Linked DNA regions of Mus musculus: all the other regions are linked to region 1. Evidence: chromatin contacts called from public Hi-C, HiChIP or PLAC-seq and promoter capture Hi-C data. All regions are on one chromosome and are shown on one strand. The core of a region is the stretch at or near the end of the contact, and the rest is flanking DNA. Distances in the headings are between cores, read along the strand shown. Region 1 holds the start of 2310015A10Rik (RIKEN cDNA 2310015A10 gene). Region 2 overlaps Rad51b (RAD51 paralog B). Region 3 overlaps Rad51b (RAD51 paralog B). Region 4 overlaps Rad51b (RAD51 paralog B). Region 5 holds the start of Dcaf5 (DDB1 and CUL4 associated factor 5). Region 6 overlaps Gm36132 (a long non-coding RNA gene).

Region 1 (5,100 bases), core at 1,679-4,178:
AAGGGAAGGCAGGATGGAGGAGCCACAACAGTTCCTCCTGCTCTGTCTCCTTCCCTAGGTGGGCTCCCGGGAAGTGGGGAGAGCTCACAACAAGGCTAGAATGAGCTCAGAAAGCCCATGGGTGTTGAGACCCATACAATGAGTTAGTAAACTTTCAAAACTTATGACTCCAAGGAAGACAGCAATCTCTGAGAGACTTTGGGAGCAAGGGCTGAGGCACCAGGTTTGGAAGCCAAAAAGCTTGGCTTCAAATCCCATCTGTTAGCTTTGAAACACTGGACAAGCCACAAAATGAGCCTAACCTTTGCTCTATAGACAAAGCTGTTGCTTGGAATGGTAGAAAGTCCATAGGCTTAGCAAGAGTCCCCGACCCAATGGGAACAGACTACCACTGACAGCATGGAGGGGGCTCTGGAATAAACATACAGAAGACCTTGGAAGTAGAAAGACATGTGCAGACTAGTGCTTCCAACTCAGGCCCAGAACCCCAAAGACTTGGGCCTATATCCCTCAGATTGCAGCTCTCCCAGAAGCCACCAGGCCACAAAGGCTGCATGAATCTGCAGTGGCAGTGGACATATCTGCTTTTTCCATGGAGACATCAAAAGGAAAGGGGACACTGAGGGTTTTCTGCAGGGCAACCTAAGCTTGGCTATCTAAGCACATGGCCAGGAGCTGAACTGGAGGACGGTCCCACAGGGACAGACATGGGGACAGTCATCCCCTTACTGAAGCCATGTCTACTCTGAAGGTTGTGAGGCTGGCCTCTTCAGTCAGAGCAGACTGAGGCTTCCCCTAGGCAGGGAGGAAAGAGTTAAGCCTGCTCAAGGCTGGGAAGGCGGGTTCAGCAGCTATAAACAGAGAGCCCTGGGAGGGAGGGAGGGAGGGAGGGAGGGAGGGAGGGAGGGAGCTGACACAGGATGTGGCCAGGGCTTGAGCTTGTCTGATTATTAACTTCACTTTTATTTGGAGGGGGATTCATTCTCTGTTTCACTTCCCATCAAGGAAGTGAAAGCCCAGGTCTCAGAGGGCCTGGTTTCAAATTGTTTTGTCACAGCTCATTTATTTTTTCCCCTTAAATAAATAAACAAAACCACCTCTTTGTTTCCCCCTTAATGAGCATTCCGCAGATCATCTGTGGCCGAGGCTTGAAAGGGGTTTTCAGGAGTCCTTCATGGGACAACTTTGGGTTTCATCTTTTAAAAGGAACAAGAAAGGATCTCTCCGTAGGCATAAACCTTCTCCAAGCTGTCCCAAGCTCTTCTTTCCTGCCTCTTCCTGGGACCCTCAGCCTACACCCCAAGTCTTGCCAAGCACTTAGCCCAGCGGTTCTCAGCCTTTCTAATGCTGAAACTCTCTAACACAGTTCCTCATGCTGTGGTGACCCACCCCCACACACCCCCAACCCATAAAATCACCTTCATTGCTACTTCATAACTGTAATTTTGCAACTGTTGTGAATCATAATGTAAATATCTGTGTCTTCCGAGGGTCCTTTGACAAACCCCCCGGGGGCGCGACCCACATGTTGAGAACCACCGGCTTAGGCCGGTCTTCAGTTGGTCCTGAGCCTGCCAGCCTGATTGTCTTCCCTTTGCCCATAGCCCAAGCCATACAGAATTGCACAGAGGGGGCTCTGAGGGCCCATCTTCTCAGTCTGGTTCACACCTATGGTTTTGGTTCCTACCGCACACACCCTGACAGTTCTACTCAGAATAACTTTCAGTAAACACACAAAAGGATTCCATTACAGGGCTTAAGGAAACACCATTATACATACTCCTGTGCTGAAGGTTCAAAACACCTGTGAATAACTCCTAGGCCCCAATCCAGATTAAAACCTATTCAGTCGCTTGGTAGTCCTCTTGCAAGGACCCGTTCCTGCATGACCTACGTACCCAGTAAGACGACCAATTTCATGATGGGCCTGACACTCATGGGTCCTCAGGATTCAGAAGGGAAGGGTGCAGCCACAAAGACTGAGAGTTGCAGAAGCCCAGTGATGACAGCATGTAGGTGGGCTAGCCAGGAAGAGGCACCTTCACTGGAAACAAAGGGGGAAATCAAGAAAGCTTCTTAGTGGGGGCTGACAGAGGAAAAGAATATTCTAGAACCTGAAAACTACAAATGCTAGAACAACCCCGATGTGTAAACTAGGCAAAGAGGAGGAGCCGTGGGGTCTTCTGTCCCTCGGATGACATCAGAATGATTGAGAAACTGGAAATGAGCTGATCACATATAGCACTGGAGCAGCTAGTCCTTGACCCTGGGTTGGTACGGCCCGAGGGCATCTACTGGAATACCACCTTGTCTCGGACCCTGCCACTGGGCTGCCAGGCAACAACAGCCTGGTGATCACTCTGACCTACTTCAACCACCCATGACTTTTAAGCTCTTTGAATATAGGGCAAAAAGAACTAGGAGGCGACTGGGACAAATCCAATCACTGACCGAAGCGCTGGCCCTGCCTACTAATGGCTAACTGATGGCATTTCCAAACACCCCAGGGAACGTGCCAGGGCCTCGAGTTTTCTTCCCGTTCTTAGAAATTCCTCCCCACGCCCATGGCATTACGGTTTCCAAATCCCAGGCCCGCCGCGGGGCTCGGTGGCCGGACCCCTGGCCGCGCCCGGAGCGGCCAGGAGCTGGTTAAGGGCGCCAAGATGGCCGGCTTGTTTTGCTCGCCGAGGCATCACGCGGAGGCTGCCCTTTGCCTCCGGGGCCGCGGTCAAGGTTCCGCCGCCCTCTCTGGCAGGCTGCCCCGGCCGGCCCGAGCGAGCCTCCTCCCCTGCGCCCTGGAGCCTCGCGAACCTTCGAGACCGGGGCGCGGCAGAGCGACAGCGCGGCCAGCCCGGAGCTTCGGGGCCGCTGCTGGCCCTTCGGCATCTCGGAGCGTCTGTCGCCCGGGCGAGCAGACTGCGGCCGCCCCGCCGGTCTTCCCCAGCCGGCCTTTCACGCCGCTCAAGCAGCCGAGGTCGTTCGATGGGCGTGGCAACACTGCCCTCCACTGGCCAGTGTGCCGAATGGCACACGCGGGGCCATCCTAACTGCCCTGGACCACCGGGCACTGAGACCCTTTCTACAGGGTTCTCAAAAGCGTACACCACACTTCCCTAGGCGTCTTCCCATCTGTTGGTCGGACTCCAACTCAGAGTTTGTATTTTATGGCATTCCAGGGTGAATGTTGCTGCTGTTGGCCGCTGGTCCTGAATCTACCAGCTCAGCCCACTTACTTAGGCCAGGGTTCTATCATCCACTCCAGTATACAGTATGCAGACAGAGCACAGAGGACCCTGATGGAGCTCTCAACCATATGGCACTTAGCGGGATAATTTCACAAATCTAAGATGACACTTGAGAAAGTTTTAAATCTTAAGTGTACGGCTGTTTGCCTATATGTATTTCTATGTACCGTGTGCCTGCAGTGCACTTTGAGGCCAGAAGAGGACTTTTTAAATCCCCTGAACTGGAATTACAGATGGCTGTAAGCTTGTAAGGTTGTAAGCACGTGAGTGCTGGGAATTGAACCTGGGTTTTCTGGAAGAGTAGCCAATGACCTTTACTGCTTATCCGTCTCTCCAGCCCCTTGAAAAAGTTTTAATTCACTTATAAAATATATATGCATATATGTATATGTGTGTATATATTTTATATAGTTATTTAAATCAGGGCAGTTTTCAAGACTGGATTCCCTCCTTCTAACATGTGGATTCTGTAGATTCTAACCAAACTCAGATCATCAGGCCTGTGAATCACCTTCACCAAACTGAACCATCTCACCAGGCCCAGTTTGGAAAAGTTTCCATGTTCTTATAGAGGAAAATATTAAGGCACTGAAAGAAGACATAAATAGGGAACTACAAACAGTCCCCAGTTTATCATAATTTCACCTGTAAGGTGAAACATAAATAATATACATTCAGTAGAAACCACAGTTGAATTTTTAATTCTGGGTTTTCCCCCGGACTAGCAATAAACACAGTATTCTTCTGCGGGAAGTTCCTACAGTCGTGAGTGGGAAGCAGACAGTGGTCTATAGTGTACTGCATGGCACAGTGGTGACGTCTGGTACGTTACGGAAGCAGGTGTACTCTCCACGCTACCTGGCCTTTTCAGTTCATTGAAGGGATTGTTGGGACAGGGCTTCACTGCGAATCAAGGAGCATGTGTGATTTATACTGGGCTGTGTGGAAGCTGTCACAAAAGGCCTTTCTGTGGAAATTCTAAAGAGGGGTCTAGAAGAAGGGAGCAGGAAGGTCCTGGAGAGAACCCAAGAAAGCGCTGGGTGTGGTGAGCAGAGGGGACCAGAGCATTGCCACCCATCCAAAGGCTGAAGGACAAAGCTATGGGAACAGAAGAGAGACCAATGGGCAAGGTCCAGACATCTGGTACCCAGGACCTCCCTCTTAAGAAGAGACCCTGGGACCCAAGATCTTAGCCACACCCAGAATGCTACCTCACCTTTAGGAACCCTAGCCAGGTACTCCTGGGCTTCTCACTGACTGAGTCCGATTTGTTTCAGCCCTTCCTTGAAGCCTGAGGGAGAATCATATTTGATATAACCAGATGCGTTGGGCAGTTGTAAGAAGACAGCGTGCCATCTTCCCACCCATGCAGTTCATGTTTTGTCTGGGGCCAATTTCTTCTGTGAACATTGTTAAGGGCCTGTTGTATGCTTGGGGCTGATGTCACAATTCCAACATGTGAGGAGGACCTCAAAGGATGCGTGCAAGCTCATGCTAGCTTTGCCCTGCCGCTCCAAGCACTTTGGAGAGCAGATAGGGGGACACGCTATCTTTCCCTGAGTCTCGGTTCTCACCCCTCCTATTTATTCCCCTCCCTAATGACTCTAGGGTTGGCCGGGTTAGCACACAGCAACCACAAATGTTGTTGTCAGGATGCTTGTTGCCTGTAGGGTGCCCATGCCAAGCTGAAGATGAGGATGGGACAGACAGCCTCTGCCTGTCTACTGCTCAGGCTTCTGTGGAGAACATTCTCTATTGGTCCCTGCACCCTGCATAACCCTTTCTTCATCAGAAGAATGGGGGAATCAGGATAACTAAGCTCAGCCTCCCAGCACTCAGTCTGGGATAAAGAAGA
Region 2 (5,100 bases), core at 754-3,253, 500 kb before region 1:
TGCTTTCAGAAAATATGTTGCTTTTTTGGAGGAAAGTTTTACTCTTTTTTGTTTGTTTGGTTGGTTTGGTTTGGTTTTTTTGTTTGTTTGTTTGTTTTGGTTTGTTTTTGTTTTTTTGAGGCAGGGTTTCTCTGTGTAGCTCTGGCTGTCCTGGAACTCACTCTGTAGACCAGGCTGGCTTCGAACTCAGAAATCCACTTGCCTCTGCCCCCCAAGTGCTGGGATTAAAGGCTTATGCCACCACGCCCAGCTGGTTTTACTCTTTTGATTGTGAATTCTAAGGATGAACAATCCAGCTGATTTGGTTCCCCATAGTCCCCCTAACAAGAGGAACGCCATGGCAACCAAAAATATTAGAGATATACCTCAATTTAGGCAACTTGAATAAGACAAAAGCATTTAGTATTGTATGAAAAAAAAATCTATGCAAGTCTAGGAATGTAATTTAATGTGGTCACATTTAACACGAAGGGTTATGACAGAGAGAGCATGGTGGCCAGTGGGAAATTCAAAGAAAGAATGGGTCTCCTATGCCAAGGCAGTAGACACAGAGTGAGATGAGTGATTTCTCTTATTTATGAAAGGAAAACTTGAAGATCAGATTAATGTCATTTCCTAAAATTCAATTTACATCTAATAAAGTGCATAGCTTAATGAATTTCGGAGAATATGTATACCTAACAGAGATCCTATAACCTAGCACGTTTCCCTGAGCAACTCTGTAGTCGGTCGTCCCCCTCCTTGGCCCTGGGCAAACATGGATCAACTGTTTTGCTAAGGTTTCATTTTAATTTATAGTTTGGTCAACAAGATCGAAATAATGAGAGTTGAACATCATCAAAATTTGAGATTCAGATCTTACATCTGCTAGAACAATTCCAGAAACTTCTGAGCCTTACTGTTTTCATGCATCTGTGGAGATGATATCTATTTTTCTATCTTATAAATCCATCATGAAAAATCCAAAGAAGTCATAGAAGAGAAATAGTTATGTACAGTCCAAGTAACTATTTAGAAAATATTGGTTTCACTTAGAAGAGTGGTACTTGCAGACTTTAGTCCTGTAGTGAGATGCTGCCATCCTCTCATCGTGCCCACACAGATCCTTGAAGGCTGGTCCTCAAGGATGGAGATGAAGTTATATTTTGAAATATTTGGCTTAAGGGTTCAGAATTCAGTCTTCTGCCTCTAGCTGACAATATAGATGAACAATTCACTTGGCTGGTGTTTCTCAGTTAACACAGATCACTTACTTTACTTTGGATATAACCTATAATGTAAAATGTTCTCAATGGCTCTGGCTCTGACTCTGTCATGCTGGTCATACTCGAATGATTTATGTCATGCTCAAGCACCCACTGAACTTGTCAGCTTTGTGGTTTCCATTTTTCTTTGGATAAATCTGAATTTTTCAGTTAAGATGCTCCTCTATAGTATGTCAGCTGATGTGTAAGTCACTGCTGTTTGAACAATTGACTTACCTATCATTTTTATTGGAATGGAGCAGAGGGACTAACCAAGCTTCTGATAGAATTCTATTTGTTTTCCTTGGGGGAAAAAGAAAGAAAGAAAGAAAGAAAGAAAGAAAGAAAGAAAGAAAGAAAGAAAGAAAGAAAGAAAGAAAGGAAGGAGAGAAGAGAAGAGAAGAGAAGAGAAGAGAAGAGAAGAGAAGAGAAGAGAAGAGAAGAGAAGAGAAGAGAAGAGAAGAGAAAGAATTTCCTAATAGCTAGAGAGACCAGGTCACTTATATCTTCCTTGTCTGTGAGGTATTTCTGACATTTTATAGGCAAACCTACAAAAAGGTTCAGATCTCACTTTTAAAAACTGAGGTAATAGATTGTGTATACACACACACACTGTTGCTGCCGTTTGCCTCTGTGTACCCATGGATATCATTGTGTGGATTGTGCATTTTCAAAAAAGAACTGGCCGTCAGCACGACATTCTCACTTCCCCTGTGTACATTTTGTAGCTTCCCCACAGGGAAGCGAAACTGGTGGTGGTTGGAAGAGATTGACTCTGTTGAAGTGGATTCTGCCAAGTGGCTGTTTATAGATAACCTTTGTCTTAGGGTAATAATAGCAGGATCTACAGAATTCCAGCAGGCATCTGAAAAACAGCCCGTCACTATCAGAATCCTAAAGCACTGGCTTTGGACATATATTCACTTAAGATGGTGATGAGCCAGGAATCAGGAGAGCCTGGTTGGGCTGTGTGTGTGTGTGTGTGTGTGTGTGTGTGTGTGTGCATGCGCATGCACATGTGCAGCTTTGTGTCACTGTTGATATTTTCCTTCTTGTGGTTTATCTTCTGTGTAGAACTTTCACATCAATCGTCAAAGGCCCATTGCATCTTTAACTTTTGCAATATTCACGTTTCCATCCTTGCTCTGTAGAGATGCGTTAAGTACTTGCTCGTTAAAAGAGTTAGGCCATTACCCGGCCTGGAATGATCTGGATTCTATTTGGGCACTTCCAGAGAGAGGGCAGTATTCTGTCTGTACCATCCTCACGATTAGGATCCATCTGGAGCAGGTGCAGTCCCATCAGACCTTTGTGGGCCGTTCTCTACTATGCTGCTCGGACTTCAGCGCCGAGCTCTCTGTAGTTCTCTCAACTCTTAGGAGCCTCTTATTTTTCTCAAACTCAGTATTAGACACTCATGAATATTTTAAGCAGGTTACACAGGACACAAAAGCTGTACCTTTATGGGCAGGACTTTATATTTCAGACCAAACATATTCTAAAACATAACTCAGATAGTGCCAGTGTTCTCTTCAAACCCATCCCTGGTTTCTTACCATCCTAAAACCAAACTCTAAGTCAGTGTCATCGGAGCCAGGGTGCTGACTCTGCCCCACCCGTTTCATTGACCCTGATCCTTGATCACTAGCCTGCAGCACCGTGGTCTTTGGGTACCGAGATGATCACAAGCCTGTTTCTCCCAGGATCCTTACGTTCATCTTCCTGGCTGGGATTCTACCATGAATTCCCTGGAAACTCAGGACTGCCCCTCAGAACTCAGCCTAAATGGCTTCTCTTGGTAGCAGCCACCCATCGTTCTTCATGTTCAGTGCTTTCTTTATTCAGAACCCCCAATCTATCTGAAACTCTCCTGCCCTCCTCCTGGTTTCCTTATTATTGCTAGACGCTGATTGAGGACCCACTCTTCAAGGGCAGACCATTCTTTGTTTGACCTGTTCTCTATTGCAGTCTCCTAACCCAGAAGCTTGTCTAATCCCCAACCACATCTGGACTCATTGAGGATTAGATCTGAAGGCATTTACCTTGCCCTCCATCCCTATTCCTTCCCCTCCCCTCCTCATATGCTGAAATGTGTGGTCTAGGACTGAAGCACATGTCTTGGATCAAGGTTTTCGGTTCACTTGTTCCCTTAATCGGAAGCGTCTGGTCCTGCACAGCTGCAGCCCGGAAACAGCATCACTCACCTTTTCCCCAGGGCTTGACAGGTAAGCCAAAGTAGACATGTATTAAAAGACCAAGTAATACTGTATTATATCCTTGCCAATAAAGTTTCACCACTGTACTTCAATCACCAACTAGACGCTTCTGCTTCTTCAAGGCCCTTACTTTGTGGTGTGCCCATCTAAGAGAGGCTCCACGGATGTGTCGTTGGACCTTAAATGCACTTATGATCCAGAAGGGGAAAATGGCTAAACCCAGGGCCATTGGTAGGGGAAGCTAGGCAACAAAACTCAGTGTTGGGTCCTATTTCTTCCTCATTAGAAAGTCTGGAACAGAAGGTTAAGTGCTTTTCCCGTGTGGAGGAAAAGTTTACCTCTGCAGCCTCCCACAGTCCTTCCCTGATGCCCCTCACAGATCACCCAGCTCTAGCTGCAAGATGGTCAGGGCTTTGTGTACCTATGGTCACGTAGTGTAGTAGTAGTGGAAAGCTTGTGCCCTGGGCTGGATCCCAGTGTGGCTGTGTGTCTTCAGAGAATGATTTAACCTTTCTGACATTCACTTCTCTTATCTGTAAAGTGAAGATGTACGGTGGAGATCAAAAGCGATAGAGGCAATGTAACTCTGGTTAAGAAAGTTGTCTTCATGTTTCATAGGTCTGGCTGGATTCAGGTACTGAGTCCAAGCTCCGACTCTCTTGTTGTCTTATCTTTATAAACTTTTAAGCTCACTTTTCCTCACCTGTCACACAGGTGTGATAGTATGGGTACGATCACCGAAAGTGATCAAACAGGGATCTCTACATCACTTAATAAGGAAATGACAGAGGCAAACTGGCCATTGAAATGGTGCTTGAGGTAGTGTGCTGAGGACCCTGACGTGAGGGAAGTGCCGGAGTAGGAGACTGCCTGTTAGGAAGTCTAACAAGGCTCTACCCTTGATCAAACTTTGACAGAGCGCTTCCTCCTCACTTCATCCAAATATGCACAGTATTTTTAATTGTAGTTTTCATCAAAGTAAAATATGTATGTTGTTTCACAAGTTTAGTGAGAGTATAATTCTTAACCCAAAGCAACAGTTCCCTTCCCTCCCCCTCCTTCTTGCTTCTTCCTCTCTGGAAGTTGGCATAGTTGCCTCTCTGGAAGCTGCCTCAGTTGAGGGCTCCACTGGCGAGCTTCTCATGTCCAACAGACACGCTGGAGCTAGCCTTTGTTTTCCTGTTTTAGATGTTATCTGAACAGAAGATGGATACTGGGCTTTTACGCCTTTCTCTCTTGGTGACACTTTTAATATACCCTGGTTGTTATCTGTTTTAAAAATTTTAACTATTGATTTATATTGAATTTTATATGTGTGAGTGCCTTGCCTGCATGTATGTCTGTCTGTGTACACCATGCATGCATGGTGCCCAGAGAGGCCAGAAGAGGGGGTCAGATACCCTGGAATTGAAGTGACAGATGGTTGTGAGCCACCATGTGGGTGCTGAGAATTAAACCCAAGTCCTCTTGAAGAGCATCCAGTGCTCTTAACTGCTGAGCCATTACTCCAGCCCTATTAGTATTGAATTATTTAGCATGTGTAGTATTTATATTGTTATTAAGTATTCACAGTGAGTTATAAAATATGTCATAATTATATCTCCCTTTCATTTATTTATTTATTTATTTATTTATATCTC
Region 3 (5,100 bases), core at 689-3,188, 470 kb before region 1:
CAGATATGTAAAGAAATGGTGGCGCACGCCTTTAATCCCAGCACTCGGGAGGCAGAGGCAGGCGGATTTCTGTGTTCGAGGCCAGCCTGGTCTACAGAGTGAGTTCCAGGACAGACAGAGAAACCCTGTCTCGAAAAACAAAAAACAAACAAACAAACAAAAAAATGCTCTAAGAAGATTAACTTGGTAGATATTTCTTTCTGCTGCTAGAGATTAAATTTAGGACTACATGCATGTTATAATGGCAAGGCCTTTACCACTGAAATATATAACAAGCTTTAAACTCCCGGATTCTCAGAGACACACACTATGCTGTATTCTTTTTGTGTTCATGCTTTATGTCAGTGACCAACAAAGGTTATAGGCATACTGTGAGCAGTAAGTAGATATTAAGTGAATACCACAGAAGATAGTGACCAGTACTCTGCCTATGTATGTCATTAAAAATCATTATGACTACATATACACACACATACCATATGCACCATATATACAATATACACAAACACATTCAAATACTATACATGCACACATCACGCAAACAATATATGCACTACATACAAACACACTCAACAAACCATACATGCACACATCACACACACTCAAAACATATATATCATATACACACTATATACAAACACACTCACAAACAATACATGCACATATTACACACACACATACATACCCCATATACATATACTATATACACACTACACACAAACACATTCAGGAACAATACATGCACACATGACACACAGATACATACCTTATACATATACCATATACACACAATACACAAACACACTCATAAACCATACCTGCACACATCATACCCACACACAAAATATACATATACCATATATACACTACACACAAGCACACTCACATACCATACATGCACACACACACTTGTTCAGCTCTGAGGAAATTGGAAGATTATCTTTCTTCTTTATTTGGAAACAAGTTCCCAGAATCCTGCTTTATATTAAGCAAAGTGGAATGAAATGGCAGGGGAAGAAATGGCTTTGGACTCTAGTGTAATGGCAACAGGAAAATGATAGCAGCAAAGGAAGTTCCTAGCTCATCCTTAGGTAACTAGCTGTTCCTGACTATGAAGCCCTAATGGCGATTGAAGCAGTTGGGGTTTTGTTTGTTTGTTTGTTTGTTTTGTTTTTTAAGGTATTTTGCTTGTATAGCTAAATAGGTAAAGAGGATGTGGGAGTGTTTTAACCAAAGTCTAAAATGGGGTCATTTACCAGTAAGTTAAAATGAACAGATTTTGGCTGGGGAAAACACTTGCCTAATACTCTTGAAACAACAACATTCCGTCCCGAGAACTTCAGACAAAGAGGTGGGGGTCATTTCTTAGAACATTCATTCCTGATCAAATATATTGCAATGGTCCCTAAGTTCCTATGAGAGAGAGAGAGGAGAAATACATGGCACAAAATGCTTGTGGTTTCAGTCCTTTATTTGGTCACCTTTGCCTATGCGCTAACTAATGACGATGGGCAAGTCTTTTCATCACTTTGGACCTCAGTTTCTTCTTCTGCCTGATGTTAGTTTGAAGAAGTGAGCGATTGCTTGAGTCTTTTTCAGTCCTGACAGGGTGAGGTGGGTCTGCAGATGGGCAGCACCCAGCCACGGGTGGCTCTTCTGTTTCACAGAGTAAACCTGTAATGGATTTCAGCTGCAGAACAGAGGCCCTTGCTTAAACAGTGTTCACTTGAAAACAGTTGTGGGGTGAGAGCATGCAGCCAAGAGCAGCCAGCAATAAAATGATCTGGGTTGACCTGAGAGAAGCACCCAGCAGGGGTTGATCCGGGAAATGAAGTCCCTTCTGCTCTGCTGCAGAGAAGGGAATACAAGTGACCTGGTCCAACTGAGCCGTCTCTTCTGCCCAAGCTGATCCTGTGCTATTAATATCTGCCAGCTGCAAGCCCAGAGCATCCCCTGCTGAGATCAAAGGAGCCCCTATCTTAGCTGGAACAAGGTCATCTGCACAGGGCTATAAAAGTAAGTCCTGGCTGGCTACAAGGATGGCTATGGGGGAGGAGAAGTCAGGAGATGGGAGGCACTCTGTGCTCCTTTAATCTCAGCTGACCAGCTGTTGCCCTCCCAGTGTTTGTAGAGTTGAGAGTTCTTTGTTTTGGCATTGCTGCCTCTGCCTTATTCAATTTGTGCCTGGGTTGTTGTCTGGATTAAGCACACCTAGTGTTCACAGTTTGGGTCCCCAATATGAGTCCCTGCATTGCAGTTTCATTCCAGTGTTGACTTAACAGCTCTGAGGTGGGATGGCCAAAGAAGGAAGGAGTGGACTCCATAGGCCGACGCCTTTCCCAACCGATTCCTGCCCTACACAGCTTGTGTCTTAGGAAGGAATAAGAGGACACATTCAGTTACTTGGCGTTTTTGCAGCCTGCCTTTCATGAACTACCCTCATTGATTCAAGAAAATAGAACATTCAGGGTCCATGCAAAGTCATCCCAGCCCAGGGTGTTTCTCACTCTCTCTGGGTTGCATACACTTCTGATTGGCTATATGTTCATATGGAAGAGACACAAAGAGAATAAGGGACAGACAGCCCCAGAAATGAATACGGAATAAGAAAGAAGCAATATAGAAAGAGGGGTGTGTGTCAAGCCTGCCAAAGTGTCTTTGCTAACTAGAGCAGCCTCAACAATGAGGTCATTTGCCTGACTCTGTACAGTAGAGTTAAAATCCCACCAGTTGGTTGCTCTTTAGACCCCCTACTGTCTTACAATAATATCAGGGCTGGAAAAGACTTCATGGTTGTTCTATTTGTCCAGCCCATCATTTCACAAATGAGACCAAGTTTAAAAAAAATAACAATATTTATTGTTTTATGTTTTCCATAATTCTAGACCTGAGTAGGTAGTGTCATTCAAAGCAACTTTTCCAGATAATTGTTTTAATGGTGAAAATCCTGATATACATACTATCAGAAATCATTCAACAGTTATTGCAACTCTTCTGATTCTTAGCTCTTGTAGTTCTTCCTTGCGGCAACTCAGAAGAGACCCTGGGTTGCTGGGCCTCAGTCACAGGGACTCTCTTTCCTCGTATTGGTCATTAGGGAAGGGGTCTAATGACCTAGCTGCCCATAAATGCCTATCCTATTCTGACCTAGGATTTGAGCAGAACTGACCCAAGTCCCCATACACTGGGGCATGGTTGGTAGGTGACATTGTTGTGTAGTAGCAAGATTGGAGCTCTGCTCAACTCGCACCTTTAACTTGCTCTCTTCTGATGGTTTGGGAGGGTAGCAGTTAATTTTCAATATGGTGACATGTCAGGCCCACTTGAGGAGTCCCAAGTCGTTTCATGGGATGGAAGACATTACCGGGCTGCCACCCAGTGTTCCGACATCTGGTGCGTTGGTATCTTCTTATCTCTGTTAGTAGTCTTTGGTTGACTACAGCACATGGAAAGTAAAACTTGAAAGTGCATGGAAGGGTCAAAGATAGAACAAAAGAAGAAGTAAAATGTGCTCCTTACCAGAACCAGGAGTGGATTTTAGTTTTAGTGCTGGAAGCCTTTCTATTCCTGTGGCAGTCAAGGGAATTGATGGCTGATTTCATTTGCAAGAGAAAGTATTTTGGGATTCAAATTCCCTAACAAGCCACCCTTGCAAAAAGCTGGAGTCCATTTGAAAGATTATATGCAAGTGTGTGTGGCTTGTGTGTCTTTTAAAATAAATTTAGCAAGCAAAAGCAGCTCCGAATGGTTGGGGCGAATCGGGGACTCGTGGTTGTGAAAGAAGCAGACTTCAAAGCGTGGTATGAATTCTCTCGTTTTATTTCCACTCTTGCTTTCCAGCTGGCTCTGCTCTGAATTTACTGCAGGATGTTTGAAAATGCGGCTCCCTGCTAATCTCAGACAGTTGCTGTGATCAATGCTCTCTTTCATTTCCGATAAAAAACACTGGTGTTTCTGCTTAAATTGTGTGTACTTTCAGCTTTATTATTTTAGTTGTGATTTATTGTTCTGCATTACCCAAATTTGTAATCCATTAACCACAAACTTTTGGGTGGGTTGGTCAAGTTAGCCAACTCTCTCCACATGTTAGCTCCAAGCCCTTCAGAGTTCAAGCTCACACTGGAGTTCATAGGTTTGTGTAGATCAAGTAGACGTTGGAATGTGGGTGGAGCAGGTTCACACCCACTACTCGGAGGTATGGTGCATGGCTATAATTGGTGCTTTGAAAGCATCAGGTGTCCCTGTGTGATTTTGAGGTTAATATTAACAGCTGTTGTCAACAGCATTTAATTAGCATTTCCATAGTACTATAAATTGTCTTAAAATGATAAATGTCTTAGTCCACCTCAAGCAACTGGAGCATGAAGAAGAGAAGGAGACTGCTCAAAGGCCACACCGTGAGTGAAGGGTGGTGCCAGGGACAGGAGTCACCGTGTTTCCCATGAAACCTTAGATTTGGACATCACGGCTTCTTCAGAGTGAGTTTTGGATAAAGATATTTAAAGGACCCAGTGATCTTTCAGTTTTTATTCCAAAGCCACAGACATATGTCAACACACAGGGCGTTCATGTGTTTCTCTTCCCAAGGGCACACATATTTGCCCATGCCACACATTCCCTGCAGTCTAGAATCTACAGTGCTTGCCTGTGCCTATATTACTTCCAGCAACTGTTTAGATGCCATGGAAATTCTAATTTATAGGGAAAAAAAGAAGATTAAAAGCACACAAAAAATGTGTGGTGTTTGGCTACAGAAAGTCTAAATATTGTGTAAGGCAGGGGAAACTGGAGTTGAGAGGAGGCTGGCACAGCCTGCAAATGTCAGAAAAGCCATAAATCTCCAGAGGGAGAGGAACCGAGTGAGGGTTCTCAGTCAGGAGGCCAAGGGGGCAATATAACCATGACTGAAGGATCAAAGGAGAGGGGAGCATTAAAGCCAAGCACTGGGAAGTCCGCTTAGCCATGAGCTCGGTGCTCTGGTGAAGGAAGACACAGTTGAAGCACAGGTGTATGGTAGCCACTCTGGGTGACAGTCAGAGAGAACAGTCTTTGACAGTTTTATAAGATCTGGATATGTGGGGCTTTGGTTTTGTTTTGTCC
Region 4 (5,100 bases), core at 1,222-3,721, 430 kb before region 1:
CTCCCCTAAGCTTCCCTTCTTGGTACCCTCCTGCCCTGCCCTTTGTCCACATTCATGCCCTGAGCATCTCTCACCTGACTGGTTTGACAGTTCCTCTCTGGAACAGCTCCTACCCCATTGTTCCAGGACCAAGTGTCCATTCTGACCTAATGCTGGGACATCCATCCTTCCCTTGGTGTCTTTTAGTTGTCTCTAGGATTTAATTGAAACTCTTGAGCATGCTCACTGGACCCTGAGCTGCGTCTCTCTGAATGGCCTCTCCTTTGCCTTGTTTCTTTATCACCTTCCTCCAAACACTGAGGCCGTTTGTATTCCTCAGAGTGGCGCCTATGATCCACCTGCTTGTAATTTACCCTTTCCTACCTGGCTAGTCCTCTTGCCCCGAAGCAGACCCTGTGTTCAAGACTCGGTGACACCTCCTGGACAAAGCTGTTTTCACAACCCACCCCCTGAAGATCAGACACTCTCTTTCTGTGCGTTTCCCTGTTTGGGGCCCATAAACTGTTACTCACAGTGTTTTCTCTTCACTGGGAGTGAATGAGCATAGGAACAAAGACCACACTGTGTGGTTTCTGTTGTCCTTAGCTTATAGCATTTCACCTGACACATTTACAATATTCTATACATGTTCACAAAGCCCTTGTTTATATGCATGGATGAATAATTTAGTACTTTTTGTTAGTGACATTCTTTCTACTCCTGTAATTGCGAGGAACTGGATCAGCTCTTCCCACACAGTGACTGGAGGTCCTGAGCGTTGCAGAAATCTGGCTGTAAAAAGCAGGCTTATGAACAGTGGCAGGCTCTCAGCTATTGACGTGACGTCGTCAACTCCTTGTAGGGTACAGAACAGTTGCTTCTTCCTTCTTTGGTCTTTACTGTAATACACAGAAAGACTACATAGGAATCTAGGCCTGAGGATATCTGTGGATTGAGAAGGGACTTCAGAACTTTAGGAAACCTCATCCTTGTCGTTTCTCTGACCTGTGTTCCTTTCTGGAGAGTGGGTGAGATAAATGAATCACTCAGTGTCCAGCCCAGGCTCTGAAAATTGACAGGGCAAGGCAGAAGTGAGGAATGCTGTTAAAATCAGCAAGTACCGAGTGACCATTGCAGACCCACACTCTGGGAGGCAGAGTGAAAAGACAGTGAAGACCTTCCTGAAACACAAGCCATAGCTATTACTGTCGCTGCATCTCATACACCTCCTGTGACAGGTTCTGATGGTACAGTTATTTAAATGTATAAAATACAGCGTAAAGCTCGGGAAATTATCTTAAAGCCCGCCACAGTAGCAAGTAGCAAGTAGCAAAAATGAAGACATATTTCAGAGTTAACTAGGGCAATGGCCTAAATCAGAGATTGCAACTGGTGACTGCTGGGACTAGGATCGCAAGATTTTCAAGCTCAGGAAATTGTTAGTAAAAATCAAAAGTTTCTCACTTGTGGTTCTTTGTGATCTTGGGTGTAAATAGGTCGCGCATGACTCGATGGCCTGTGGGGAAACCTACAAAGGTTCCGTATGTGTGGATTCTGGATAAACACGAGGACTGTTTAACTGGCCGAGCTCCCCTACGTGTAATGCGTAAGCACACGGGCAAGCAAAACTAGGAACTGAAGAATGCCTCTGTCTCACAGTAGAGATCCGAGAGGTCAACAAACCTTTCTGTAAAGGTCCTGATAAATACTAGAGACTGTGTATATTAGATGGTCTTCGAAGCAGTTCCTCTCTTCTGCCATTATAGCCTGCCACGGACTGTGAACAGTTAAGCATGGCTATGTTTCTGTGAAATATGAAGGCTGGGAACTTGAATCTCATGTAGTCCCCACATGTCACAAATATGTTTTCTATTGTCCTTGTTCAAATTAAGAAAAAAATCACTAAAACCATTCTTAGCTGGTGGGCCATATAAAAACAGGAGGCAAGCCTCAGCACGTAGATTGCATGGACACTGGATAGTTGCCATTGTAAAGCCTTGCTCTTAGTCTGTTTAAAGCTAGCCAGTCCCCACCTCCACCCCAAGACCTCTGCCCCCGCCAAATGAGCTAGGCTGTTTTGTCCTGTGTGGAAGCTAAGGGAATTCTCTTTTCTCTATGTTTTCCCATTCTGAAGAAGCTGCTTGATACCCTGCATGGATGTAGAAAAGCCAAATGGTTCACCTTGTGTTTTCCAAACCCTCAGAGACTAGTCTACATTTCAGACAGCCTGGGTGATGAGTGAGCCCCGTGCTTCCCACAAGGAACCCTATCCCTTAAGCATCTGTGGCCCAGTCAAATTTATGCATGGAAAGGCTAAGTGAAATCTATTAATATCCTAGCTAGAAAGAAAACTATAAAGTTACACATATATGCAAGTGTGTGTGTGTATTCCACAGTTCAAAGTGTAGTCAGCAGAAAAAGCTTGCACACTGTTGCGTGGGGAGGAAACCGGTGTCTTTGAAATAAAATACCCTGCCATTGGCATATCCAGGCTTGAAGCCTGACTGCAGCTTTTAGCTTCCACCACGTGTTTACATTGGAAATCTCTCTGTGCACATATAGAGTTAGTTCTCTTATGAAATCATGTCTCTAGGGAAGGATAATTTAAAGCCATTTCCGTTTGTTATGTCTGAGCTGAACTAGACTATTAGGGCTTGTTAACGCTGGATAAACTTGAGCCCTATAACTGCCTTCATCTGCAGATTATAGAATCTGTCCAACAAATTGCATTCTGATGTTCTCAGAATAGATGGCTGAGCAAGCAGGGTTCTCTTTAATTCATATTCCATCACCACAACTGTCTTAGGAATCATGATTCTGACCTTCATGCTCACTTGGTGTAGCAGAGATGATCTGTCAGATGGCCGAAGGCAACAGTAATGGAGACCCTAAACTCCATCTGCATCTGCGCTCTTCTAAGGCAGAGCAGGCAACGGCTGGCAGCAGAAAACTGCTGGCAAAGCATCTTTCTTCAGCATGTCTCCCTTCCCCCAAGTCTTAGCATAAATCAATGTTAGGTCTACTGAAATAGCGTGTGTGGTCTGCACTTAGAAATTTCATTTGAAAATTATATTGTGGCAACCATGAGACAGAGGGATAAACTACAATAAGTTTCTCTCAGCTGGTGTTTAAAGTGAACAGAGCAGAGTGAAGATAGACAGTTGCCCTGATTTAGTGAAGGGGAGGTGGCGGCTGCCCTGGTATAGTCGGACTCCCTCCATTCCCATCCATCAAACCCACTGAGCACGCTTGCTCTGTTGCTTACCCTGAAGGCTACAGCTTATTACTGCTCTCTGCTTCGCATACCAAGATGATCCAGAATAGAAACTGCATCAGTCTGACTTTGTTTACAGAAGAGCCTACCAGAAGATCTGGCACGGCTTCAGGGAAGTCATGGGTGGGGTGACAGAGCAGTGGTGTTCCCAAGCAGTGTATTGGCCTCCAGCTCTAGAAAAGGATTCCTACCCCATAGCTCTGCTAAATTCAGTTTTACAATAACTGAGGGAAGGCGCTGTCTTAGGCCTTCCTTTGTGTTGGTGTTCTAGCTGGCAATGGGGTATGGAGATGGATTGGACCTTGCTGTAGGGCAACTGTGTGGTTTAAGCCACCCTGATCTAGACCAGACCCAAAGGATATCAGAAAGGGAGGAGAGACATGAAGTAGTGGCATTTGGAGTGGGAATAGCATTTTAACTCATGAGGGAAAGAATCTGCTACACTCAGGGGACGCAAGCAGAAACAGTAGAAACTTCAGCTCCTGTTCCTCCCTCATCCTTAGGTCTTCTCTTGATCAATTCATGAGTGCCTGAGGTGAACCAGACAGACATGGTCTCTACCTCCACAAAGCATAGAGTCTGAAGGAAGAATAAACATGAGTCAAAGAACCCTTGTCTCTACCTCAAAGGAGATGGCTGCACTGAGGGAACTGAGAGCTTCTGCAAGAAAGTCAGACACACTTTACAGGCCTTGGCTAAGGAAGGGAGTAGCCATTGGTGAGAGCATTTCATGGAGGAAAGTTGTCATGTATACTGTGTGTAAGAGACTGTAAGAAAGTGACGACATGTGGTCTGCACACATAGGCCGGAGTCAGGGGCAGCCTACAATGGAGTTTTTGTCTTCACTCGAAAGCAAATGAAAACTGTTGACCTGCTTCAAGCAACAAAAGAGATTAGGAGATGAGATTTTCTTGTTGGAAAGATACTGTTGTAGCATAGAGAAGGGATTAGACAGGTAAGTGAGGGAGTGCCCCGGGAAGCAGATGTGAGTGTACAGGTGAGTGATACTATTTGCACCGAGGTGATGTGGGTGACGTTAAAGAGACAGTAGTCATGGGCTTGGATTGTATCTCAACTGTAGAGCACTTGCCTAGTATATTCAGGGCCCTTTGTTCCAAACTGGGGGATGGGAGGACTGAGGAGAAGTTCAGGAAGTGAATTCATAGGCTGATTATTGCCTTAGCCTCGGAGATGTCTGCAGTACTTTGGGGATGGTATAGTGAAGAGGGTAAAGAGGTCTGGGCATTTGAGAGTCATTTCCCTGCAGGGGACTACTGATCCATGAGAAGAGATAAAGTAAATAGCAACTGAACTCCTGACAGAATTAGTTAATGGAGGAGCCCCAGGTCTCTGGGGCCTGTACTTAAATAGTATATAAATACTATATAAAGCTCCTGTGAGGATAATACAGTGCACACACACACACACACACACACACACACACACACACACACACACACTCGTGCATTCGTGCATGTGCATGTTCCTCCCCTATCACCATTTCCACAAAACAAACTAAATAAATAAATAAATAAATAAATAAATAAATAAATAAATAAAGCTAAAGCAGTGCAGAACTTTCCTGACCATGAGATTACAAAAAGCAATATTAGGAACATGAACTATATCATAATCTCAAAAAGGAGAAAAAAAGGGGGGGGGGGAGCTATGGTTTTTACTGCTTATGGTGTTATACGTAGATGATGTCCTATTATAAGAATTTACATATCACTTAAGTCTGAGTCCAGCCTGGCCTGCATAGAAAGCTCCTGCTTTAGATAAAATGGAAAAAGAAGAGACTAGCTCACCACGTGTGCTTCTGGCTCTTAAACAAGGATTCTGGTAAA
Region 5 (5,100 bases), core at 1,676-4,175, 300 kb after region 1:
TCACCACTTGGTAGGTAGAGATAGCAGGGTGAGCAGTTCAAGGTCATCCTGGGTGGAATATTGAGCTCAGGCCTGCCTGAATTACAACAGACTCATTCTCAAACAGAAATTAAAAAGAAAGAAACTGGCCAACACTAGAGATAATGGGGCTCAACCAAGATATAGAGGCACCAGTTATAGAGCAAGACCCTGCCCCAAAACAAAACCAAAAGATCCTAAGAGAAAGAGTACAGAAGAATGCTGGGAGTATACACAATCTCAGTGAGCCTAACCCTAACCCCCTAACCCCCCTGACCCCTGACCCCTAACCCCCTGACCCTAACCTCTAGGCCCCTAACCCTGGCTTTTAAAAATGTATTAACTCTTCTTACTCCTCTGCTTCTCTGCCTTCTGACTAAGAGTAAGTGAAAAATGTACAGGGTGGTGTGGGAGCACACCTTTCATCCCAGCAGAGAAAGGCAGGCAGATCAAGGCCAGTAGAACTACACAGAGAAACCTTGTCTCAAAAAACAAAACAAAACAAAACAAAAACAAAAAAAACAAAAAACAAAAAAAACACACACACAATGAAAAAGAGTAAAATGCCTTAACTTTAAATGGGAGAACTTTATGGTATTTGCATTATATTTCAAGTTTAAGTCTAAAATGTGTTAAGCTGGGCCAATGTGTGATTAGTAATGATTAATTAGTTCGTTATAAGAGTATCCTCACAGTCCCTCATTCCTTAGGTAAAGTGACTGTTTGGGAGAGCCGCTCATTGGTTAATACATTAATCTCAGGAGAGAGTTGTATTACAAACACAGAGACAGCCTTCAAAGAAGCGTTCTTTCTCTCCATTTTTGCACTTGAATTTTGTTAGGTAAAATTCTACACCATGGTGTGTGGGAGAAAAGCTTTTTAATGTAGGGCCTGCCTTGAAGTAGTATATCAGGTTTCTTGGGGTCAGGGGGTGTCATCTAGGGTCCAAACTTTAAGCAAGGGGAAAATAATCTGGTGTGAAAAGATGGGGTCAGTTCTAGAGAAATCTCCGGTCTATCATGAAATAATCACAGACCTCTTATCTCTGCTACCCACAAACTGGACCATACTCATGGTGGCACTTCCGCCTGATACTTGCGAAGACAGATGCTTTGCCATAACCGCCGAAGTTTCTGGAAAGCTGCCCACTGACGCAAATTAGAAAGCCATTCAGGTATCCACCTGGATGAAGTTAAGCGCCACGTCCAGGGCTGCCCCCCCCCCCCCCCCCGCCCAACCCTCCCAGTATAGGAAAAAGGGTCGAGGAAGGAGGCGAGCGGGAACGCCCGATCTGGTCTAGGCCCTTCACAGCGCAGCCGGGTTTCAGGGAGCCGCCCCTTCTCGGGCAAGAGCCCAGCCCCACCCGCCCACACCCGGGGCCGCGACCCCAGGGGAGGAGCGGGGGCAGCCAGCGACCCTGCCGCGGCGTACGCAGGCGCCGCCGCTGCCACCGTCGCCGCCGCCGCTCGGGTCCGGCCTCCCCCCCCGGAGCAATAGGCTATCGATTCAGCTGCCTGTCGCTAGGAGCCCCGAGAGAGCAAGGCCTACACCGCCCGGCCGGAGCCCCGGCCTCGATTGCACCACTTTCCCCCACCCCAGCGGGGAGACCCTGGAGGCAAGTAGGCCCAGCTGAACCGGGTGGGGGAGGAGGCGAGCAGCCCTGCAACAGGAGCCGCGCGGGTGAAGGGGGTCCTGGAGCCCGCCTCCCGCCAGTAGGTCTCCCGGGGGGTCCTCCTGAAGCCCTGCCTCCCGAACAGCGCATCCAAGTTCAGGCTGGTTGGTGTCCCTAGGTCGCTAGAGCCCTCGCCACTCTCGGAACCATAATAAAAACAAGACGCTGAAGAGGCTACCACTGCGTGCTGGGAGATGGGATTGGGCCCTGAGAGAGCCAGGGGGAGGGGACGCCTCTCTGCTACCCGTCACCACCCGCCCGACCCCGCTGGCCCCACGGTGTCCGGCTCTGTCACCGCCGGCCTCCGGCTCCGAGGCCCCTTTTCTCCATGACACCGAGGACTGGGGCTCGAGCTTCGCCTGGCCTTTGGCGAGCCTTGGTCTCCCCCCCCCCCCCGGCCAGCCCTCCCCCCAGTGCCCCCCGCACCTTTTAAACTACGCAGAGGAAGAGTTTGCCAACCAACTTAGTCAAACCGTAACCTCGTCCCCCTCCCCGACCCACACTGGTGGGGCAGGCATCTGGAGGGACCACTTTGCACTTGGGATAAAGCACATTAAAGACCTGTCAACCATTTTAGGTCTTTTTTTATATATATAGAAGACATCCTCCTCTCCTTCCCCTTCTTCCTTCCCTCCCCCCTCCCTTCCTCCCTCCCCCTGCAATGGTATTAATTTCACACCAAATCTTCCCACCGCTGGAGAGGGGTTGAGAAGGGCGGGGGTGGGGACGCAGGGCAGCAGGAGGGTGGCGGGGAAGGGGAAGGGGCAGCTGGAAGGGGAGCGGGAGGCGCGGGGAGGGGAAGGAAGGGGGTTGATTTACCTGAGACCAGCCACTGGCCTCCATTGTTGGAGAATTCAATGGCATTGACACAGCCGAAGTGGCCGAGAAGGTCCTTCTTGTAGAGGTTTCTGCAGCCCCGCAGGCGTCTCCTCTGAAAGTCCTGAGTGAGCAGGGGGTCCCCATGCAAGCCCCGCTGGGACAAGAAGCCCACCACTGACCTCATGCTGCCCCCCAGGCCAGCTCTCCTCTTCATGCTGGAACCGCCGCCGCCACCGCCGCTGCAGCTCGCGCCGCCGCCCCTCCCTCGGCCGCACGCCGGGCCGCCGCTCCCCTCCCGTCCCGTCCCTCCCCGCGCGCAGCGAGCCGGAGGCTTCTTTAACCAGCCATGGCAGACGGAGCGAGGTGTGCAGACGGTCGGTCGGCGGCGTTCGCGGCTTCCTCACGGTCGCGTCCCTCCCTCCCCTTCCCCCCTAGGCTCCGCCTCCCTGCCGCCTCCAGCAGCTGATCCCCAGCTGCGGTCGCGCTTCCGCGGTGCGGGGCTCTTCCGCCGGCCGCCGGGCCGGAGAACGCGGGCGCCAGCTGCCCCTCCCCCGCGGACGGCTGCCCGGAGATGGCGGGCGGCGGCTTGCAGCGGCCGCTGACCGCGCCGAACCACGGTTGGCTCAGGATGGCGGCGACGGGGCACCCCCGGCACGCCGCACTCTGAAGTTGGACACGCGTAACAATCAGAGTGGCAGCCGGCCTGCGGGCTCACCCTCCTTCCCTGGAGGGACAGCGGCTCGCCCAGCGCTGCTCGCTGCCTCCTGGGGCGCCCAGTTCCCTGTTCAAGTGAGGGAACCCACGATTGGACTGGACGTCTGGAAGGAGGTTGTCTGTGGGGTTTTATCGGTGCACCTGCCCTTTCCAAAAATGTTGATACACCCTTCTATTCTCCAATTCAGTTTTCTAATTGACACTCACCACCACCCCCACCACCACCCCCAGCCTATCGGTTTAAAAAAAAAGGCAGAATTATTCAAGCTGATAGGACACTTGGGTTTAGGGGGTTGCGGAGAGGTGAAAAGAGAATTGAGCTGATATAGTAGCCATATAGTAGAGCGTATGCTTTTTGCATTCTTCAAGTTCTGGGTTCAATCTCTAGCACTAACAATCCCCACCCCCCACTCCCAAAAGAAAGTGAGAAGAAAATTGCCAAAATCAAATTGAGAAGGTCCTCTGTCCATTGGTTCCAGATGCATTTGCAAGCCACAAGAAACATTATGAAACGTAGCAGTATCTTATTTCATTGGTAGGGGTGAGGCCAAAGGTCTTGAGAATGGAGGCCTGGAGATGCACAGCTGTTAACCAGCAGCCACAGTATAGTCCAGAAGTAGCTGCCTTTCAATAGTGCAGGAGTCCTCAGTTGAGTTGACCTCAGTGAGGAAACTGGGTAAGTGCACTGGAATTTTACCAGGTAAAGTTGAAAGTCCCCTTTTCAATGGAGTGCTTTTCCAGGAAACTATCCTCTATCATTAGTGGTAATTAACTAACCTGAAATAGGCAGGTGTCAGGTTTGCCCTTTCAGTTTAACACGAATTACAATCTCAGGACCAGAGATGGCACAGGAGTGGTTAAATACAACCATAGGTGAAAGATGAACTAAAGAAATTCTTAAGATAAAGATGGGGAATGAGGAAGAGGTTCACCTGTCAAGCAAAATTATTTTTTTGCAAGTAGTTAATTCAAAAGTTCATATAACAACATTCTAAATTTATTAGAAGGTCACCAAACCCAAAAATGAGAATTCAAATGGAATATTATCCCTTAAATAAGAAAATGAGGGGCTGGTGAGATGGCTCAGCAGGTAAGAGCACCCGACTGTTCTTCCGAAGGTCCTGAGTTCAAATCCCAGCAACCACATGTTGGCTCACAACCATCCGTAACAAGATCTGACTCCCTCTTCTGGTGTGTCTGAAGACAGCTACAGTGTACTTACATATAATAAATAAATAAATAAATCTTTAAAAAAAAAAAAAAAAAGAAAATGAGTAATGCTTAAAAAAAAAATCCTGTGCACACTGTGGTTTGTACATATAATCCAAGGACTTGGGAAGTGGAGGTGGGAGAATCAGGAGTTCAAGGTCAGCCGATAGGCTATAAGAGACCCTGATCTCAAATAACAGTAGCTGAGTAGTAGCGGCTCATACCGGCGCATACCTTTAATCCAGCAAGAGGCAGGCAAGTCTCTTGAGTCTACCGAGCAAGTTCCAGGACAGCCAGAACTACACAGAGAAACCCTGTCTCAAAAAATAAACAACACAGTAAGTTTTGTTCATTTATTGCAAGGTTTTTCCCATCTCAGTTCCTTTTCTTGGCATGCTCAACTACACATTTAAAAAGCGCCCTTTGGCTCTGTTGTATTAATCAGCCATTATTTATCTCTGCCTTATTTGCTTAGGGTAGGGGAGAGAGGCCTAGTAATGATGTGTCTGAAGTGGCCTTACTGTGTCAACATATGACACACTACTCTCTTCTCTTAAATATATACTTTAATCCACAATTTAAAATATGACTCTTCCCCCCCCCCCAATCCCTGGAAAACTTCAGCCTAAAAATAGTTCAGGATCTGGTCACAAGGTAGCTCAATTCTA
Region 6 (5,100 bases), core at 1,280-3,779, 270 kb before region 1:
ACTGCCATGCTCCCACCTTGATGATAATGGACTGAACCTCTGTATCTGTAAGCCAGCCCCAATTAAATGTTGTTTTGTATAAGACTTGCCTTGGTCATGGTATTTGTTCACACCAGTAAAACCCTAACTAAGACACCCACAGTGAGACACTCTGAAACAAACTTCCCTGGTGTTTTCTCTGAAGCAGGTTCCCAATATGCCTGGCAGAGGTCACCCCTTATTTAGCCTATTCTCTACTAGACCAAGAGTACCATAAAAGGGGTGTGGTGGTTTGAATAAGCTTGGCCCATGGGAAGTAGCACTATTAGGAGGTATTGCCTTGTTGGAGGAGGTGTGGTCTTGTTGGAAGAAGTATGTCACAATGGAGGTGGGGCTGTGAGGTCTCTGGCCAGCGTGATTCAGACCTCCTTTCTTGCTGCCTTCAGATCAAGATATATAACTCTTGACTCCTCCAGCACCATGTCTGCCTGCATGATGCCATGCTTCCCACCATGATGATAATGGACTGAACCTCTGAAACTGTAAGCCAGCCCCAATTAAATGTTGTCCTTTATAAGAGTTGTCTTAGTCATACGGTCTCTTCACAGTGATGAGTCCCTAAGACAAGGGAGTCTTGGCTTTTTCACTTGAGGCCTGTGCTAGGCAGAGTAATGGTTGCCCAATGATGTCACCACCCTAATCCATATGTCATATGATGAGAAAGAATCAAGGTGGGAGACGGCATTAAGATTCAAGCTGGTTGACTTGAGAATACAAAGATGATCCAGGGTGGCATAAGTGCTTCATTAACCGCAGAAGAGAATCACACAGTATAAGAATGACTCATGAGCCGTTGCTAGCTTGAGAGCAGAAGAGCCATGAGCCATGGGCTGTGGATGACTTTCATACTCAGATCAAGGCAAGACAACGGACTTTGCTTCCTGAATCCCTAGAAAGAAGTGAGGCTCTGACAGTGGCTTTATTATAGCCCCATACCCACCTTTTGATCTCCAGAAGTATAAAATAACAAATCTGCATTGCCGTAAGGCACTGTATGGAAACTCACTAGAGCAGCAGTGGGAAACTATTTTATAATATCATAGATCTCTAGTCTAGGGCCCTGGGACAGCCTCTGGCAGGTCCCCTGACTTGGGGACTTGCAGCCATGATAATTACCACAGTGTTTTCCTGGAGGTCCTTGTGGCCTTTTTTTTTTTTTTTTTTTTTTTTTTTTTTTTTTTTTTTTTGCCTAGTCTCACCAGATTATGAGCAATCCAGCCACCCAGAGCTTCCCCACCTGGGGTCTCTTCTTGGTGAGTCATGTTCCCTGTCTGGACGGCATGTTGAGGCCTCTCTGCAGTGTAATCCCCACCCCCAATGGCATCATAACTAGCTGTTCATATTCATCCAAATACCAAACAGTGTTGGACACAGGAGCAGGGACAAATTTCTCCCCTTCCTGGAAGCCAGCCATGGTTTCTACGGAGTCAGCAAGGCTGAAGTGTGGCATGGCAGGCATTCGTCTCTAAGAGGAGCCTTCCTTGGGTCTGACAAGCCATCTGATGGAAAATACTTTGGATTTGTGATTTCTCTCAATCCCATCACTTCTGTCACTTTCAAGCTGTTAAGAAACTAGAACGTGGGGCTGGAGAGATGGCTCAGTGGATGAGAACACTTTATTGCTCTTGCAGAGGACTCCAGTTCAATTCCCAGCACCCACAGGGTGGATTACAACTATAACTCCAGGTCTAGGGGATCCAGCACCACCTTCTGACCTCCAAGGGCACCAGCCAGCACGTGGTACATATGCATAAATGCAGGCAAAACACTCATATACATAAAATAAAATATACATATACAATAAGGTACTCATATACATAAAATAAAAGAAAAAGGAAAAGAAAATAGAATTCCTGGAGCTTTGGCTCAGACTCTTACAAGCTCTGTAACATTGGGAACATCATTTAGGACTGGGGATATAGCTCAGTGCCTAGCAAGCATGAGGTCCAAGGTTCAGTTCTGAGTACTGAAAGAGAAAGAATATCATTTAACCTCAGGCCTCAGTTTTCTTACCTGTATAACGGGCAGAATATGAGGGTCATTATAGCTAGGTAGAGAGAAGGATGTACCACGTGTCTAGCACTTGATGCGTTTCCTCTTATTGCTCAAGTTCTTCATTCTTGATATTTGTCTGCTGGTTTATCAGTTTGTTTTGAGACAGGGTCCAGATATGTAGCCCTAGACTCAATGTCATGGGTCTCCCGCCTCATCCTCCGGAGTGCTGGGGACCACAAGCCTGAGTCGCTACAGCCAGCTGCCATTTGGTGCATCAGGAAAGTCATCTTCACGTTTTGCTGTGAGTCATATCACCAGCGCTGGAGAGGAAGGAAGTACTGTTCCTTACAGCATGGAAGCCTGAGTGTCTAAGTCTGCCTGGAAAACTTTTTTTTCCCACGCATGTCTTCAGGAAATAAGCCCTGCTGTGCCACCGCCAGGAGAGTGATTATCGGGAAGGCAAAGCCTGTGTTTAGAGTTATGCAATGAAGAGAGGGCATTTCGGTCGCTGACTCACCCACTGGCACACCAGCTTGACTTACCCCAACTGCGGCAGAGTGCCTGGCTCGCTCGGCAAACTTTCATCTTGGATCAATCTCTGCGGGGCCAACCAAGAGTCCGTGGCACTAAGACTATTGGACTCCTGCGGCTTAGCTCATAGGGTCCCCCAAGGGAATAAAGGACAGGGGAAAAAGACCCTCCTACTTTCATCCCAGGGTGGCCCTAACTCCTGGGTCATTTGCTGGTTTTGGACTGTTCACAAAAGGCTTGTCCGTTTAGAGGGTGGCAACCAATGTTCCCCAGCAACTTTGTGGCCTGGATCTGCCCAAGGAAGTGGCTCTTCTGAGAGCTGCTCAGGATACTCCAGTCATGACTTGTACACGAGAGATGTTTCAGTACGAATCAGAGTGCCCAGGAGAGAAGAAAGCCGTGACTGCACACAGTTCCAACTATAAACCACAGTATGAGCAACAACAACAAAATTTGACACCCTCTCTGGCACTGTCGGGACTGAGAACAACAGAACCGGGTTTTGTGACCTTCTCGTAATTTGATCCCCATGGAAAAGGAAGGTTTGGATTAAATTATTTCATCAACTCAAAAAACCCACTGGTATCTACAAGCTAACCTGCAGTCTAGGCAGTTTAGTTTCTTGGCCTCTTGCATGTGGAGAAGGGCGGAAGGAGAGAAGAGCCGGGGCATAGTGAGCTCCTTCCTTCTCTGTACTGGTTGGCTGGGGCCCGTGGCCAGGCTCAGCCACCATCGGACACTCCTGTTCCCAGGGGTCACAGGCGGCAGGAGGGAGCTGTCTGTGTCTCTGAGCAACTGAACATCTGCTGAAGTGAATGTGCTCCACAGACACACCCAAATTTGTGGGTTTGCTCTTCCTTTAGTGCTGTGTGATTTAGACAAATTACATAACTCTGCACCCAGGGAAGGCCTCCTTTCGCCTGTTGGAAAAGACACAGACTTTTTATGAAGCTAGGCAGTTACCTCACGGAGCCATCTATGGGCAGTGGCTGGCTGGTTTTACCGTAAAAACGACTCGAGTCAAAGAGCACAAGCTTATAGAATCATCTAGATAGAGAGAAAATAGCAAGAAACGAGCCAATATAAGTTTACGTTAAAAACGGAAGTTAACTTATTAATAATTCATCACAATTGTTTTCAAATGGGATTGTCAGATAACTTATCTTTTCTCCTTTATACTTTTCTATATTTTCCAAATCCTCAATAAGGAGGTGTTTCAAATGTACTAGTCTGTGTTTATGTGTGGTCATGTACATGTGTGTGTGCATGTAGGGATGAGTATGGATTTACATGCATGGAGGCAGAGGATGATGTCTTCCTCTCTTGATATCTTACTTTTTGAGACAGTTTCTTACTGAACCCAGCTTTCTATTTGGCTGGACTAGGTGGCCGAACAGCTCCAGGATCTGCCTGGCTCTGTTCCATCCATGCTGAGGTTACAGGTAGATACTACCACACCTGGCAGTTAAATGGGCCCTGGGGATATGAACTCAGGTTCTCATGCTAGCACAGTAAGCATTCATTTTACAGACTGAGACATTGCCCCAGCCCCAAATACATGTTGTTATACATGAACATTTCAAAAACATTTTCTTCAGATTTTATTTGATTTTCAACTATGTGTGGCCGTGTGGGACTGTGTGCATGTGAGTGCAGGTGCTTGCAGAGGCTAGCAAATGGTGTAAGATCCTCTAGAGCTGGAGTCACAGGCAAACGTGAGCTGCCTGCTTCGGGTACTGGGAACCAAACTTGGGTTCTCGGAGAGGACAGTATGCGTTTCAACTGCTATACTGTCTGAATCACTACCCCTAATTTTTTTTTTTAAGTCTTTAATCTGAGAGTCCTGGCTCTAGTCAGGTTTCAAACCAAAGCTGTTCCACCTGCTGCTACAGTTAGGAAAAAGGAAAGATGGGATGTGGACGGGACACACTGTAGCGGACCTGCGCAGACTGGCTCCCACTTTAGCTCCCCAGAATGGAGTGCTCTCTAGCCCTGTAGCCTGCTAAAGAAGTTAAGGGCAAATTGCAGCCATCAAGTTACCCTTTGTATTTCCTCTTTTTTTTTCTGTTAGCTGCCAGAAAACCTTGAACAAATTTAATGCTCAATTACAATAGCAATTAGCTCAGGTTTCTGGCATAACTATTTTCCTTTTCGTTCTCTATGATTTAAATTTCTCTTTCTTATTCAACCAACTTATTGTACATATGTATTTTATTGTAAACTGTCTCAAGTACACTTTGAAAATTGGATGTAAATCAAAAAGAATAAACAAAATAAATAAAAGTTTTACCTGGTTTCTTATGAGAGTTCCTGGCCAGTCTGTTAAAATCCCTATGACTGAGAATACCTAGACCAGTCAGGGACAGGTGGGAGGCATGGTGGGCATCTGGGAGGAAACATCAGAGACAAATTCTGTACTTAGTGTGACAAAATGTAAGTTAACTATAAATGCTTTTGGAATTGAAGGATTTTTGGTAAACAAGGCAAGCACACTTACCTACACCACCCAATGAGCATTATCTCTCCTTTCAGATT

What was found. Promoter capture Hi-C pulls out the DNA fragments that hold promoters and counts their contacts. Hi-C and Micro-C count contacts between places; a contact is called where the count stands out from the background. HiChIP or PLAC-seq counts read pairs in DNA pulled down with a chosen protein or histone mark.
Region 2: an H3K4me3 HiChIP or PLAC-seq map of bone marrow-derived macrophages shows a contact between it and region 1, with 10 times the contacts expected there. The contact joins the enhancer-like site here to the promoter of 2310015A10Rik in region 1. A contact is called at or near these places in 5 of 39 promoter capture datasets (the C10 cell line, embryonic stem cells, hippocampal neurons and 2 more), 3 of 15 datasets of contacts at CTCF or cohesin (the NIH/3T3 cell line and pro-B cells), 28 of 484 Hi-C or Micro-C datasets (B cells, the C10 cell line, CD4 T cells and 17 more), 28 of 115 datasets of contacts at active chromatin or transcription factors (CD8 T cells, Th17 cells, acute myeloid leukemia and 21 more) and 2 of 9 other capture datasets (adipose tissue and liver).
Region 3: a contact with region 1 is called in an H3K27ac HiChIP or PLAC-seq map of heart atrium, with 6 read pairs. The contact joins the enhancer-like site here to the promoter of 2310015A10Rik in region 1. A contact is called at or near these places in 2 of 39 promoter capture datasets (the 3T3-L1 cell line and hippocampal neurons), 1 of 15 datasets of contacts at CTCF or cohesin (large pre-B cells), 13 of 484 Hi-C or Micro-C datasets (CD8 T cells, bone marrow-derived macrophages, colorectal tumor organoids and 4 more), 11 of 115 datasets of contacts at active chromatin or transcription factors (bone marrow-derived macrophages, cardiomyocytes, embryonic forebrain and 7 more) and 3 of 9 other capture datasets (adipose tissue, embryonic stem cells and liver).
Region 4: an H3K4me3 HiChIP or PLAC-seq map of craniofacial prominence shows a contact between it and region 1, with 4 times the contacts expected there. The contact joins the enhancer-like site here to the promoter of 2310015A10Rik in region 1. A contact is called at or near these places in 6 of 39 promoter capture datasets (the 3T3-L1 cell line, the C10 cell line, the SN4741 cell line and 3 more), 2 of 15 datasets of contacts at CTCF or cohesin (the NIH/3T3 cell line and pro-B cells), 5 of 484 Hi-C or Micro-C datasets (the AML12 cell line, CD4 T cells, bone marrow-derived macrophages and 1 more), 10 of 115 datasets of contacts at active chromatin or transcription factors (VIP interneurons, bone marrow-derived macrophages, craniofacial prominence and 7 more) and 2 of 9 other capture datasets (adipose tissue and embryonic stem cells).
Region 5: a contact with region 1 is called in a promoter capture Hi-C map of pre-B cells, with 5 times the contacts expected there. The contact joins the promoter of Dcaf5 here to the promoter of 2310015A10Rik in region 1. A contact is called at or near these places in 4 of 39 promoter capture datasets (embryonic stem cells, liver, neutrophils and 1 more) and 4 of 115 datasets of contacts at active chromatin or transcription factors (craniofacial prominence, forebrain, pancreatic cancer cells and 1 more).
Region 6: a contact with region 1 is called in a Hi-C map of muscle stem cells, with 3 times the contacts expected there. The contact joins the enhancer-like site here to the promoter of 2310015A10Rik in region 1. A contact is called at or near these places in 4 of 39 promoter capture datasets (the 3T3-L1 cell line, the C10 cell line, the SN4741 cell line and 1 more), 2 of 15 datasets of contacts at CTCF or cohesin (embryonic stem cells and large pre-B cells), 28 of 484 Hi-C or Micro-C datasets (the 3T3-L1 cell line, the Ba/F3 cell line, the C2C12 cell line and 12 more), 16 of 115 datasets of contacts at active chromatin or transcription factors (acute myeloid leukemia, bone marrow-derived macrophages, embryonic stem cells and 7 more) and 3 of 9 other capture datasets (adipose tissue, embryonic stem cells and liver).

Annotation. Positions count from the first base shown.
Region 1 is chr12:80,129,916-80,135,015 of GRCm38.p6, forward strand. 2310015A10Rik (RIKEN cDNA 2310015A10 gene) reads right to left here and starts at 2,929. Exons shown (of 3, transcript NR_033514.1): 1 at 2,812-2,929; 2 at 1,899-2,044.
Region 2 is chr12:79,631,693-79,636,792 of GRCm38.p6, forward strand. All of the region lies in intron 7 of Rad51b (RAD51 paralog B), which reads left to right. Among named protein-coding and RNA genes, the nearest start is that of Gm36048, 160 kb to the right of the region's middle. Within about 2 kb of position 2,004, at least 55 of the 459 cell types and tissues checked have an H3K27ac peak or open chromatin away from gene starts, as enhancers often do. A contact at or near this core is called in B cells, adipose tissue, bone marrow-derived macrophages and 6 more, where this site is marked.
Region 3 is chr12:79,659,498-79,664,597 of GRCm38.p6, forward strand. The region is part of intron 8 of Rad51b (RAD51 paralog B); the gene reads left to right. Among named protein-coding and RNA genes, the nearest start is that of Gm36048, 140 kb to the right of the region's middle. Within about 2 kb of position 1,939, at least 62 of the 459 cell types and tissues checked have an H3K27ac peak or open chromatin away from gene starts, as enhancers often do. A contact at or near this core is called in adipose tissue, colorectal tumor organoids, heart atrium and 1 more, where this site is marked.
Region 4 is chr12:79,705,255-79,710,354 of GRCm38.p6, forward strand. All of the region lies in intron 8 of Rad51b (RAD51 paralog B), which reads left to right. Among named protein-coding and RNA genes, the nearest start is that of Gm36048, 91 kb to the right of the region's middle. Within about 2 kb of position 2,472, at least 41 of the 459 cell types and tissues checked have an H3K27ac peak or open chromatin away from gene starts, as enhancers often do. A contact at or near this core is called in craniofacial prominence and palatal mesenchyme, where this site is marked.
Region 5 is chr12:80,433,676-80,438,775 of GRCm38.p6, forward strand. Dcaf5 (DDB1 and CUL4 associated factor 5) reads right to left here and starts at 2,926. Exons shown (of 9, transcript NM_177267.5): 1 at 2,510-2,926. The coding sequence starts at 2,723.
Region 6 is chr12:79,862,027-79,867,126 of GRCm38.p6, forward strand. Gm36132 (a long non-coding RNA gene) reads right to left here. Exons shown (of 4, transcript XR_381728.4): 1 at 5,063-5,100; 2 at 4,856-4,951; 3 at 3,529-3,612. Among named protein-coding and RNA genes, the nearest start is that of Gm36132, 3.0 kb to the right of the region's middle. Within about 2 kb of position 2,530, at least 94 of the 459 cell types and tissues checked have an H3K27ac peak or open chromatin away from gene starts, as enhancers often do. A contact at or near this core is called in the C2C12 cell line, the G1E-ER4 cell line, the HL-1 cell line and 8 more, where this site is marked.